Regions from separate parts of the Danio rerio genome. Here region 1 is linked to region 2. A link is a contact called in public HiCAR-type data. All regions are on one chromosome and are shown on one strand. Each heading gives the region's core, a stretch centred on a gene start, on an enhancer-like site or on the middle of the called end of the contact. The rest is flanking DNA. Distances are from core to core; before and after follow the strand shown.

Evidence for each region. HiCAR-type assays count read pairs that join an accessible place to other places.
Region 1: a contact with region 2 is called in a HiCAR-type map of caudal fin, with 8 times the contacts expected there. The contact joins two enhancer-like sites. A contact is called at or near these places in 4 of 18 Hi-C or Micro-C datasets (caudal fin, embryo, fibroblasts and 1 more) and 1 of 4 datasets of contacts at active chromatin or transcription factors (caudal fin).

What each region holds. Positions count from the first base shown.
Region 1 is chr18:12,893,603-12,901,104 of GRCz12tu, reverse strand. It overlaps LOC556054 (protein arginine N-methyltransferase 8-B), which reads right to left. Exons shown (of 10, transcript XM_003200433.7): 9 at 5,060-5,181; 10 at 3,124-3,917. The coding sequence ends at 3,834. Among named protein-coding and RNA genes, the nearest start is that of cracr2aa, 47 kb to the left of the region's middle. Within about 2 kb of position 3,779, at least 5 of the 62 cell types and tissues checked have an H3K27ac peak or open chromatin away from gene starts, as enhancers often do.
Region 2 is chr18:12,695,038-12,701,699 of GRCz12tu, reverse strand. All of the region lies in intron 2 of tspan9a (tetraspanin 9a), which reads left to right. Among named protein-coding and RNA genes, the nearest start is that of tspan9a, 150 kb to the left of the region's middle. Within about 2 kb of position 3,474, at least 5 of the 62 cell types and tissues checked have an H3K27ac peak or open chromatin away from gene starts, as enhancers often do.

The DNA.
Region 1 (7,502 bases), core at 2,530-5,029, 200 kb before region 2:
TTTCATTCCCTGCTTCAAGTAGATGATATTAGTGGGCTATTTTGTATTATATGACATGCAGGCTATAGTGAAAAAAAGTTTGAGGGTTATTTTGAACACAGCCCTACAGTCTTATCAACAGATGCTAGTCTTTTCACATTCACTAAAAGCAACAGCATTTGAGGCTTAAACAATGACAAATAATGTTGCAAAATGCAGCCATCATTAATATAATTCTTACCTTTTTAGTCTGTCCAGAAAACAACAGTGCGAGAGAGCCTTTGTGTAAATATGTCATGTGCTATTTTCGTCCAATCAGCGACACTCATGCTACGGGTATTCAAATAAGCAGGTGAACTCAACTTTGTACACTATGAAAGAGCAGTTGGGCTTTACACACTGAGTTTTATCCAGGGTTATTATTTTAAACCCCAGGTAAAAGAGAAGCTTGCTAAGAAGTAAATGCTTAACAATTGACAGATTCACATGCCTCTTTTCAACATGTTGGACAGTTATGAAAAGACTGTAAGCTGGATGTAAACAGCTGTGGCATCATTTATGGGGAAAATTGTCAGTATGGAAACAACTTTAAGCCTAATGGAAAGTATATTTACTGAATCGTTGATCTGCTTTGCTAAAACATCAAAAATGATTTTGCTGCTTGTTCAAACTGCTTATTTAAAATTAGTTATTATTACACAACTTGATTTATGTCCACTTGAATTTGTTTAAAGGGATCAAGTTAACGTAAGCAATTTGCGTTGGGGCACCATGAAGGAATTTTTTTTTACAGTGTCATTCACCGTGAAGTTATGAAAATGTAATTTTGTGCATAACAGAGTTCATTTTGAATGCCGTAGTTTTCCATTTCAGCCACAGCTTTAATGTATAGTAGGGGGCGGGACACATCAGTTACTAAAGTGCATTCGATTGGTCAGCAGATCTGAAGAGAAGATGAAGTGCTTGACGGATTTATAAAAAAAGCTGGAAGTTTTGAATGCTTTTATCTTCTAATTGAAATGCAAATTTTCACACTAGCTTAACCTTAAAGTCCATGTGAAAACGATCAATGTTTATTTTGCTAGCGCATATTGTTATTATTTAAGCGAAGAATTAATATGTGCAAGGTAATAGGCTACAGTGAAAATAAAGATAGTTTTGGAAATATTCAATTTAAGTCTGACTATTTGCTTCTGTGTTTGGAGTGGTGCTGCTTCTCTGTTGATGTCAGTTTAATGGCTTCATCCCTAATGTTCTTAACCAGTGCAAAAACAAAGCCCCACCCCTACTCAATATTCTGTATCATTTGGAAGTACATCAAGAAACTAAAAGAAAAGTCTGAGAAGCTTCCAGTTCACTCACAATAAAATAACCTTACAATTAACAATATAATACTGTCTAATACCCCCCCCCCCCCCCAATGGAAAAACAGTAGGGCTTTCTAACTTCATTTAACCCCATAATGTAATGGTTCACACTTAACAGTCATTTTCTGTTTACCCAGGGTTTAGATTGACCCAGAATTAACCACTTCAAACATGGAAAGCTCAAGTTATTCACACTTTTCCAATCCTGCACAATATCCCACCAACAAATCAGACTACAGTTAAAACGGATGAATAACTCCAGTTAAAAACATGATATGGAACAGTTGATATGGGAAACGTGCTTTGCTAGTGAGCTGAATGTCTTTGGTGATGACTAGAACAGTATAATCAGCTGTGACGGAGGGGGTCACAGATGGACCGGGACACGTCCCAGTCATGGCCTTGGCAAAGATTCTAATAAGAGCACAGGTGAAGAGCAGCAGGTGCCATCAAGAGCTCACCGCAGACACAGCCAACAGTCCACATGGCAGTTTGATATGTATTATGTGCTGATTCTCTATCTCGCTTTCCATCTCTGTGCTCAGCCAGTACGAGGATGCAAAGTGGAAAATGTAATTATCACGCATCATAAATACTAAACACGGCAGTCATACTAATGCTACTAGTAAATCAAATTCGGCTTGTAATTTAGGTTATTAAATTCTCAATCTTTTTTATCTTTTATTTTTAATCTGTATTCGTAGGTTTGATTTCACCAATGCCCTCGATCATTTCATGAATGATGGGTCATTCTCAGGAAATAGTGTTCATGTGCTGTAATCCATAAAATGATATTGAATTTATATTAGAAAAATAACTTCTCATCAAGACACTATTGCAGTTTTTATTACTAATTTAATTAAAGTTTTATTCAGAATTTCTGTTTTCAGTTCAGTTTGAAAGTTGGTCATTTTGTTTTGTATTGTAGTCACTGATCTATAATTGTTATTCTATAAAGAGCAGTGGATTTAGTTGTTTCTGTAGAGTTTTTGTTCATTTTTATTTTTGTACATTTGTTGAAATTTAATAAAATAGGAGCTTTTATATTTTATTTAATTTTAATGTTTATTATATTTGAATGTTTTCCATATTATTTTAAAATCAACTATAATCCTGGAGTGTAATGCTTGAAATTGAAGCAAATGTAATATAATATAATATAATATAATATACTAGATAATATAATATAATATACTAGGGGCGGCATAATGGCTCAGCGGTTAGCACTGTCGCCTCATAGCAAGAAAGTTGCTGGTTCAAGTCCTGGCGGGGTCAGTTGGCATTTCTGTGTGGAGTTTACATGTTCTTCCCACGCTTGCATGGGTCGCAGTACTGTCAGTACTGCTGTCAGTACTGGGTTGCAGCTCAGAGGGTATCCGCTGTGTAAAACATATGCTGGAATAGTTGGTAATTCATTCCACTGTGGCGACCCTTGATAAATATGTCACTAAGCCGAAGGAAAGTGAATATATAATATAATATAATATAGTATAATATAATATAATTAAATTAATTAATTTTCTTGTCGGCTTAGTCCCTTTATTAATCTGGGGTCGCCACAGCGGAATGAACCGCCAACTTATCCAGCACGTTTTTAAGCAGCGGATGCCCTTCTAGCCACAACCCATCTCTGGGAAATAATATAATATAATATAATATAATATAATATAATATATGAATATATATAATTTATATATAATTAAATATAATTTTGAACACAACTTGTTCCACTGCATTCTCATCTAATCACACATGTGTGTGTTTGCTTCATGAAGCTCAATAATTTGTTTTTGTCCATCTTGGTGAAAAGTCAATCATTGTGATTAAGTTTTTACGCAGCTTGTTTGTTTTGTTCTCAGCACAAACCAAAGAAATAATGCTCAAATTAAAGCATAACCCAGTGATACTTAAGTTAGCAGTAGATTAAACCCTAACATTTACAAGTGAATAAAAAAATAAAACTGCACCATGTCCTGAGAATAACCTGAATGTTAAGATCACTTATCTTATTGCATTAAAATAGCTAAAGTCCAGCACCAATTCAGTTCGAATACATTATATCTAGAGTTATTCTATTAACAAACTATGTTAAATTAAAATATCCTAAAGTTCTTTGAAGCAATATCCTTCAACATGAACACCTCAAATCACATCTCAAATAGAAAAGCAAAGAAACCCTAAACTTACACTTAACATTCATAAAAACATGACATTCTTTTGTTTTCAGTGGGCTGTTAGTCATATTTGGCCCCTGGACAATCGGAGAGATGGCGAAATAGTGCAGGTTATGGTTAGCGAAGGCAAGGCTGCTATTGCTATCCGCTCCAAAAAGAAATAAATGAAAAAAAACTGGCACGTCTCTCAGAGCGAACAGCTTGTGTTCTGGTCTTTCTCTATGTGTGTTTTCCAGCAGCAGCAGCTTCAGCTGTGATGGAGAGCTGCTCTTCTGCTTCTGCTTCTCTGAATGCTCTGCCCTCTGCTGGACACTTAACGCATCTTATAGTCGTGCGCGATTGCGGCCTCACAGAGCTGACCTTTAAAATCCAGCTCAAACGTAAAGTCCAGATCACGCTGGAGAGGAAAAGAAGAAACGATAAATGCCATCATCATTACACTAACTAAGCTGTAAAAATAAACTTCAATTCACTTATACTCAAAAAGTTTAAAGTAAGTAAATACTTTAATTCAGTGCACAGACAGTTGAAGTCAGAATTATTGCCTCCTGGAATTATAAGCACCCATTTATTTTTTTCCTCAATTTCTGTTTAGCGGAGAGATTTTTTTCAACACATTTCTAAACATAATAGTTTTAATACCTCATCTCTAATAATTTTATTCTTCCCATTATGACAATAAATAATATTTGACTAGATATTTTTCAAGACACTTCTACACAGCTTAACGTGACATTTAAAGGCTTAACTTAGGTTAATTAGCCAGGTTAGGGTATTTAGGCAAGTTATTGTATAACGATGGTTTGTAATAAATGAACAAAAGATAATTTCACTTCATAAAAAATTATAATCTGAAAAATAATCTAATATTGTACTATAATAATAACAACAATAATAATTACAATAATAATGATAATAATAATAGTCTAGAAAGTAGGGCTGCACAATATATAATTTCAGCATTAATATCACAATGTGTGAACTTGCAAAAGTCACATTGCAGGATCTGCATTGTCAAATTTGGATTATAATTAACCAGAAACTACAGTTCAGAGCACATGATCTGTTTACAAAGTTTAATCCTATAATGGCGTGAAAGATTATTTATTTTGACGTGTATGTCTATGATTAAGATTTCAAGTGAATTTAAAGCATTTGAGCTAAAAAGAAATAATGTTTTCCACTTTTACAAAGAAGGATTGTGTTTATTTATACAATGAATACTACAGTTATTTTACATTTGATTACTGAATTTCTAAACCTTAATACTGTTACTTAGTTACTGTTAATTAGTTGATTTTATGTAGTTTTGGGTATTTTGTATATTTTTTATTTTTGATATTATTTATCTTGTAAAATTATATTCATATCACAATATAAATCACAGAAAAAAATATATTGCAATGTCCACTTTTTCCAACATCGTGCAGCCATACTAGAAAGCATATTATTAAGCTGGCATACAAAAAAAAAAAAAACATACAAGCAAGGAAAGTTCTGGAAAGCATTATTTTTAGGATTAGTTTTAGGGGCTCTTACTACGTTCTTCTCATTTGGCTTCATGCTGACGGTGCCGACAATCTCCTCTCCTCTTTTCACAGTCAGATACTCCTCCAGATAAAACACCGTCTGCTTCCAGTGTGTGAAAGGGGCATCTGGTGCTACGATGAAGTAAACAGAAGAGAAACTAAATAAAAATAACATTTAATGTAGAATTTATTTACTAAAACACTTGATTCAAATTGGTCAGTTACTGCATTCTGATTGAAAATACAGTTGAAGTAAGAATTATTAGCCCCCCTGAATTATTTGCCCTGTTTATTTTTTCCTCAATTTCTGTTAAATGGAGAGAATATATATATTTCACATATTGATATATATAACATATTTCATAATTTAGCGCTTTTCAATATGTAAATCATTGTAACTAGTTCATATATTTGCTAGTATCTATTCAAGGCATATAGTTGCATTAAATTTCAGTTTTGCGATAGTTTTTTATTGTAATGGTCTTATCGGTATACATTAATGTACAGTTTTATCACAATATTGGCATAAGCTGCAAAAAAGAAAAGATAAAAAAGAACTCTATTTTAGTGTTGCCTTATTGTACATAAATAATGATAAAAAAAACATGTTTCAAACTAATTACAATTGCACAAGGATTAAAATGTATGAGAGGTAACATAATCCGATCTGATTAACAAACGTTATAGTTAATTCATCTATAATTTGTTAAAGTTCAGTTATAATTTGTTAACCAAACTTTAACATGTTTTCTTTATATTTAAAATTCATTAAATAGAAGATTATTTAAATATAAATTAAACAACATTACATTTACTAATGGAGCCTTACTATAAATGTTAATGAACAATAGGCCTATAAAAATCTGGACATTTTTAATGTTTATTATGTATCAAGATTAGTATAAAATATCAAGGTTTCACACAATAAAATAAGTAAAGTTTGATAAACTAATTTCAAGAGGAGCACGTGATATGATTGATCACAGCTCTGACATTCGCTATCATTGGTAAACCAATCAGATTAATCCAAACCTAGAATGAATAGCCCACTTCAAGTTATTTCCCTTATCTTCGTTTTTGGAAGAATCAACCCATTTTTCCACTTTTTCCTACTTTACAAAGGGGAGCTGTCAAAAACCTGATTTTTATTTTATTTTATTTTTTTCAGAAAATTTTAATAGATCCAAATAATAAAATAAATTCTCTGTAAAAATGTGAATGAAAATGTGAATGCTCAAAAATGTGCAATGGGCTACCTATATCCATTAGAACAATTTCTATGATCTTGGACCCCCTTAAATTTATCAATTATCTCCGAGCTCAGGGTTCTCTCCCAGGACAGCATGCCAAACCTGCTCTTGAGATAAATAAAAAATAGGATTTAACTATTTCTTTAACAATATCTTGGGTATTTCATATGCAAGATTAACATGTAAAAATGTTTTTATTATTTAAATAAGTAGACTATTTAGTCAGGCATTTTGAAGCACCACTGCAAATATAATAATCAGAATATTCTTAAAAGCATTCTACAGATTTAAATAAATAATTATTTACAGTATTTTGAAGTACCAAGCATAACAATACCATGTTATGTACCTCTTTATCACAATATATTGTATTATTGAATATCGCCATGTCCTGGAATATATCAGACGTGGCTCTTGATCCTCCTATCTGTGTTCATTTTGCAAACAGACATACTGTAAAATAATACAACTTTGGAGCACACAGACTTGTTCTGCTGCTAACAGATTCACCTCAGAAACTCAGATTTCCATGCTTTCCTAAAAACATAAGCCAGCATTACTTTTATGATCACTGCAAACAGTGTGTGTGCGCGTGCATGTGCGTGAGAAAGAAAGACTGTAAATCTATGTGTCTGACTGAGTGTTGGTTTTCTTGCCAGCTGAAAGATCACTTGTTCTTCCGCCCCTGAGGAAAGGCCTGTGTGCTGACTGAGCAATACGCCAAGCCTTAAAGGTCAATAGAACTTAAAGCCCTCAGATCAGTGTGTCTGGAGATCCCATGGCACTTCACAACACTCAACTCCACACACACAGGTCCTTAGATATTCTCTATACTGCTCTAACAATCCATCAGACAGCTGAGATACAGAAAAGAGAAGAAACGCAACAAAAAATTATATATAAAATATAGTCAACGCAAACTGCAGCAAACCCAAAAAAGTCCCTTTTTTTTCATCAGAGGTCACCACAGTGGAATGAACCACCAATTTATCTTTCACCTCACAGAAAGAAGATCCTGGCTGGGTTAGTTGGCATTTCTTTGTGGAGTTTGCATGTTCTGACAGTGTTGGCGTGGGTTTCCTCAGAGTGCTCCGGTTTCCCCCTACAGTCCAAAAGACATGCTATATGTGAATTGAATAAACTAAATTGGCCATAGTGTATGTGTTTGAATGAGTGTGTATGGGTGTTTCCCAGAACTGGGTT
Region 2 (6,662 bases), core at 2,225-4,724:
TCACATGTCCATCGCCTCAAAGCTCACGTTCAGGAATTGGGTTTAACCTATTGACCTTCTCTTCATAAAGGTCCCCTTTCAGCAAATGTTTCCAGTCTGCTCTAATGTTTTCATTGCAGTTCTCGGTGAAGGTCAAAGTTGATGTCATGTTTTTTAGCAAGGAAGGTTTCTGCACAATCTGAGTTGAGAGTCTCTTGTGAATGAACACAGAAGCAGTGTGTTCTAGAGTGTACTCTCAGTAGGCTATCCAAACTCTGCCCGGGCACGTTTGACCCCAATATCCTGGTTCGTTTGACTACTGTGAGTGCTGGCCCTGGCGCAATTGGTAGAGGTTGTTCAGAGGGTGATTCAGATGGGCTTGCCTTGAGTTGAGTTCGGTTTGGTTTAAATGAGTGCAGGCATCCAGGCTTTAGGCAATGAAGACTGAATGAAGAGTTTGCTTAGTTGTACTGTATGTCCCTAATTCACCTTTGAGTTCTTTGTAGCCACTTTGTTGGCCTTTTTATGCTGGTAAATGCTGTATGATTGTGTTGCTGTGATGTTTTTGAAAGACATCTCTTAAAGGGACAGTTCACCCAAAACTGAAAAAATGGTCATCACTTTTTCACCCTTTATTGGTTCCAAACCTTTATGGGTTTCTTTAATCTGTTGAAGACAAAATAAGGGTGCTTTCACACCTGCCTTATTTAGTTCGATTGAATCGCACTAGAGTTCGTTTCCTCTTTTGGTACGGTTCGTTTGGGCAGGTGAGAATGCAGCAATCGTACTCAAGTGCGCACCAAAAGCGAACCAAATAAGCGTACTGAGACCTGCTTGAAGAGGTGGTCTCGGTACACTTTCAAACGAACCCTGGAGCATTTCGTTTGTGGTGAGAATATGATTCGTACTAAAACAGGTCAAACCGCAAAAAGTACTGCGCGTTTTGCAATAATTCAGCTGCCGTAGGCTGATGCGCTGTGCATTATGGGATATGGAGGAAAAATATTTGTTGACAGCGCTTTACCAACAGAGAGAGAGAGAGAGAGGAAAACATTACCTGATGGATCGTTGGTAATATTTCCGCAAGATGACCATGTCGCAGTTTAGCTAAATTAATTCACGTCTCCTCCTGAAGTGACGAGCGATGCATTAAACACTGTTTTCCAGCCGCGGCTTCATTTTCATAATGTATAGTTTGTCAAAAGCAGGGATACAATCAGCCAACGCAGTCGTCCCTCCAGAGTAAAAGGTTTTGTTTACCTGCGGGAGTTCACTGGCATTTTCCCGCACGTGAATTCTGACCAATCAATAAGCAGTTTAGGAAATATGTTCAACAACACCTGGCCAATGAGAGATGTGGAATTTGTCAGATGACTGCCTTTTGGTTCGTTTCAACTGGTTCGGACCAAAGCCAGCAGTGTGGCGTGAAAACGACCCAAAGACGGCAGAAGATGCAACAATGTATCATTTATTACCCTTGGTCCGGACCAAATGAAGCAAACTACAGATATGAAAGCACCCTAAGAAAGCTGGAAACCTGGGACCATTGACCCCCATAATCATTTGTTTTTCCTTCTATAGAGGTCTTCTATAAAGGTTGTCAGCCTTCTTCAAAATATCTTCTCAGAGTAAAGAAACTCGTAAAGATTTGGAACCACTCGAGGGTGAGTATAGTAAATAATTGGTCAACTATCACTTTACGCTCACTCACTATATCAAGTATTTTTTTTCTATGTATTGTTGTCATTTTGGGGTGATGTGTTGGCGCAGTACATAGTGCTGACGCTAAAAACAAATATGAGTGAACAGATCGCAAGCATTTAATAATAATAATAATAATAATTCCTTACATTTATATAGCGCTTTTCTGGGCACTCAAAGCGCTTTACATAGTGGGGGGATCTCCTCATCCACCACCAGTGTGCAGCATCCACCTGGATGACGCGACGGCAGCCATTTTTTTGCGCCAGACCGCACACCACACACCAGCTGATTGGTGGAAAGGAGACAGTGATGCAGCCAATTGAATATGGGGATGTTTAGGTGGCCATGATGGATGAAGGCCAGTGGGCAGATTTGGCCAGGATGCCGGGTTAAACCCCTACTCTTTTCGAAGGACATCCTGGGATTTTTAACGACCACAGAGAGTCGGGACCTCGGTTTAACGTCTCATCCGAAAGACGGATAATAATAATTTATATTATTGTAACATATTTAAATGCCATCTTTAGTAAATCAATTATATTTCTATCATAATATGTTATAATAATATTTTAATTGGATATCAGTGTTTAAAATAAAGGAAAATGGCAAGGAAGACTTAAGCATCCATTCAGAAGAAAAAAAAGGTCCAACATTAAACCCTCTAAAGCCATATAACCAGAAAGTATTTATCTTTGGACAATGCCAAAATATTTCTTTATCATTTTTCCAGCAGATACATTGTTCCAATCTACCTTTTTATTTACTTTTTTTTTAATTAACTAAGAATGTTAACTGTTCCAGCACATTTTACACAGCGTATGCCCTTCCAGCTGCAACCCAGTACTGGGAAACATCCATACACACTCATTCACACACATACACTACTGCCAATTTAGTTTATTCAATCGATCTATTCAGCATGTCTTTGGACAATGGGACCTGGAGGAAACCCATGCCAAGATGGGTTGAACATGCAAACTTAACACAGAAATGCCAACTGACCCAGCTGGTACTTGAACTTGCTGTGAGGTGACAGTGCCTACCACTAAGCCACCGTGTTGTCCCTATAAAATAATGTAAAATAGTAAAATAACATTATAAATGATAATTCTAATATATAAAATATATAATAATCATATAAAATAATTCATCCTATCGCTATCAAGCTAATTGCAATTTAGATTGCAAACGTTCAAAGTCAGTTTGTTTGAGCTGATCCACAAGTACTTGACAAAACCTCACTTTGTGCAAACTTTGACTCAAGGACGTTTCTCATCGTTAGCCAGCTACAAAAATGAATCCTGTTTTCCGTGTCTGGAGCTGCCGGACCCATTTCTCCTAATCTCGGTTCTAAATTTGGATTGAGCACACAGCACAGGATGGTGTTGCTCTATCAGGGGGAGCCAGAGAGGTTTGATCGTGAGATATAATGATGTTTACTGTGTAGTCTGAGTGCTCTCTGAGACCTAATGGTTTTGCTAAGTGCACATCCCACTGCATGCATGTCGCTTAATTTGTAACAAAGTTATGTGAGCCGTGTTTCCGATCTCTTTACATTCTCCAGCCACATGTTCTATCTCCAGCGAGGGAGTCAGACTATTGACATGAAACCCCACCATAGCATGTGTCAGATGACCAGGCTTGATTTAGCCAGGGTGTGGATGTACAACTGGACTATTCCCTGTTGGTTCCTCTGATTCAAGAGCTGTTTCTCGCGGCCTCTCATTGACCCGCGGCATGGATGTATCTTTAAGAGCAGGAACGCAACTCATGTTCTGGGGGGGTCAGTGTTGTTGACTCAGGCTGGATTGAGTCTTTGACCATGATCACATTTGCTGTGCTCAACTGTTGGGAAGGAGAGTGAGATTCCTAGTGCTTTATTCACTGGGGATGATACAGTATGGCATTTATAGGGTAAAGGCAGCTAAAGTGATTAGAGCTTGTGTAAACCCCTCATAATGTGGTAAAGTCGAGAAATGTGCCAGAAAAAGGTAGGAATTCATCTTTAGTGGCTATCTTTTATCTGATGCAGAGTCACTTTGGCTTGTGCTCTATATCTGGTTGTCTAAGCAGAAGTTGTCTGGGTTTCCTTGCATTGAGTGCCATCTAGTGATGATAAGCTGGCAGTATCTGTTCAGAATATTACAACCCCACAAAAGACTAAAATAGCCTTTTTTCACCTCCACAATATTGCATGCATTAGATCCTTTCATGACCACATGCTGAAAGGCCTTCATTCTATCTCTTCTTGATTTTTGTAATTCACTTTTTGGGGGTTTACCTGCAAATTCTTTCAGGAGGTTACAGGATATTTAGAATTCACACACCTTCAAGCCTTCACATTACTCCTGTTCTTCAGCAACTTCATTGGTTACCTGTTAAGTTGTGTATCAATTTTAAGATTCAGAAAAAGCAGTACATGGGCTAGCTCCTGATTAATTTTGTCATCTTGTGTCTCTTTCTACTCCTGCTCGCTGTCTTCGCTCTGCTTCAGGACTTACCTTGCTCCAGCCACGTTGCAGACTTGATACCATGGATGATAGGGCCTTTTCGTACCGTGCGCCAAAATTATGGAATGCATTACTCATAACAAGGGCCAGACAGAATCTGTGGACATTTTTTTTTGCTACACTGTATTTCTGCTGAAAAGTTCGTAAAAAATCTGTGGATTTATGCTGATTGATTCTGGGAATATCATAACTAAAAACTTAATATACAGTATGAAGTTATAACACCTTTTTAACTTTTATTTAATTTTTACAATGCAAATCCTATAAGAACCACTTATTTGGTAAACAAAGCAAGTCTCTTATAAAATATATCCACTACAAGACAGAAAATATGACTTTACAAAATGTATTGTAAATACATCTTATAAATGTTTTCACTTTTTTATAAATGTTTCAACAATATTGCTGAAATAAATTTAAAAACTGAATTAATATACATTTACACAAGTAAATAGACTCAATGATGGGCAAAAAAAAAAATGCAGATTTCTTCGTGCAGAGATTTCGTGTGGGCCTACCCATTATTATTAGGAATGCTAGGAGTTTCTTTGGATTGTTTTAAGAATAAACTCAGTCGGAAGGATGAGAGAACAGAAACTTATTGTGAGAATAATTTTACAGAGTTGCGCACATTGCGTCTGCGCAGCCGGTGCATGAATGAGGCGCTTACATCACTGAGACACAGCGCTCCGGTATATACTGACACTTCCAAAACAGAAGCAAATAGCGAAGAAATGTCTGTACAATGTTTCATTGAGCCTTTATTAATTTAGAATTTCAGGTAGGTCCACTTTGTGTGTGAAGAGCAGGTAATAATCCTCTCTACTCCAGCAATGAACCTTTTGCAGGTCAAAATGAACACTTATAATGCAAAACTAAATGCGACACGCAGTTTGTATTGTGAATGAATAGAGAATGATTGACAGGAGCAGCGGTAGGAAGCACTGAATTAAACATGAATTTAAGCACTTGAATATTCATCTGTGCTTCACATTAAGCTATAGAATTGCTTCAGAACATTTAGGATATAGTATAGGCATACATGGCAACTTCTTAGTGCCTTATAATAGTCTTCCTTCATGGGTTTTGTTGGATTTTAAATTATACAGAATATAGGGCATGTGCAAGATCAGATTTGGATCAGATAATATGCGGTATTAAACCGATTTACGATCTAAGCATCGGAATTGGTGCATCCCTACTTTGAAAATGTTTATTGTAATGCAAAAAAAATTTTTTCAAGAAAGTACTTAAAATATATACTTTTTAAGATGAAAAACAACTTTTTTTCCTGATCGAATTCAGAAACATGTATAGAGAGTGATTTTTTTTGGTATTAAAGAAAGAACCCAGCACTCTTTTCTCATGCATTTTTTATTACAGCTTTTGCCTCAATGGCTTTGTTTTGAGGAAAGAATTCAACAGGTTATTAGGAGGAAATGGAAATCCTTTAATTTACGGTTAAAAAAAAATCTTGTCTTATGGTATGTGTGATGTTTCTAGTGAAGATATCATCTAGCAGAACCTCTGAAGCTCGCGCAAAAAAATCAATACCGGTCAAATTGAAATCTGTCGGCAGCTCTGCTGTAACGCTGGAGGAAGCAGACGAGGTAATTGGAAACTTCAGAGGCACCACATTTGATATTTGTGCACAGGCAAAGAACTCCCAAGGGCCTTTCATTCATATCATATCATAGGCAGAGGTTGGGTATCCCTGACTCCAAATCAATCTAATTGTTCGATTACACTGAAGACAAATTATTGTTCTTATTAGACGCTCTCTCTCTAGTGATTCCGTTTTCATCCACTTGAGGGCAGCATGCAGTTTGGTTTTGATAGATTTGCCTCACTATAATCTGCACTAGCATGCACATAATATAAGACAGCAAGTCCATAATAAATAGGCTAGGACATTGTCGCCATTTGTCCTCCCATCTAACATCTGTTTAACAAGCTGCTTCCACGTTTTCAAGCTTCTTCTTCATTATACTTAAGAATCAGACTGAAGAAGAAGGCCAAATCAGTGTTGGGAAGGACAGATTAATATAGGACAAATTCCCTGGACTTCCCTGGTAGTCTTTTCAGCATCTGTTTCCCATATAGTGCTTACTATAGTCAAATATGATCAAATATGTGAAAGTGCCAGGTCAATTCAGTGCTGTTTACTTGTACTTGTGTATCTGTGTGTGTAATATCCTTTTACATTCAATGGCCACTTTATTTGCTACATAATATTCATAAATCATCTATCATAAATTCTCTTCTGTGGCTACACTGGATGCGCATTTCAGAATCTATGTTATTTTGGATGTACTGCTCGGCTTACATACTGTTTTTATCACATTGAAGAAAGAACGTATGCGATTATGGACAAAGGTGTGATCAAGAAAAGCAGCTAAAGTTTTAATCAAGCGATGGCATACATGGTGCTACCAGACAGGCTGGTCTGTATATTTTAGATACTGCTTA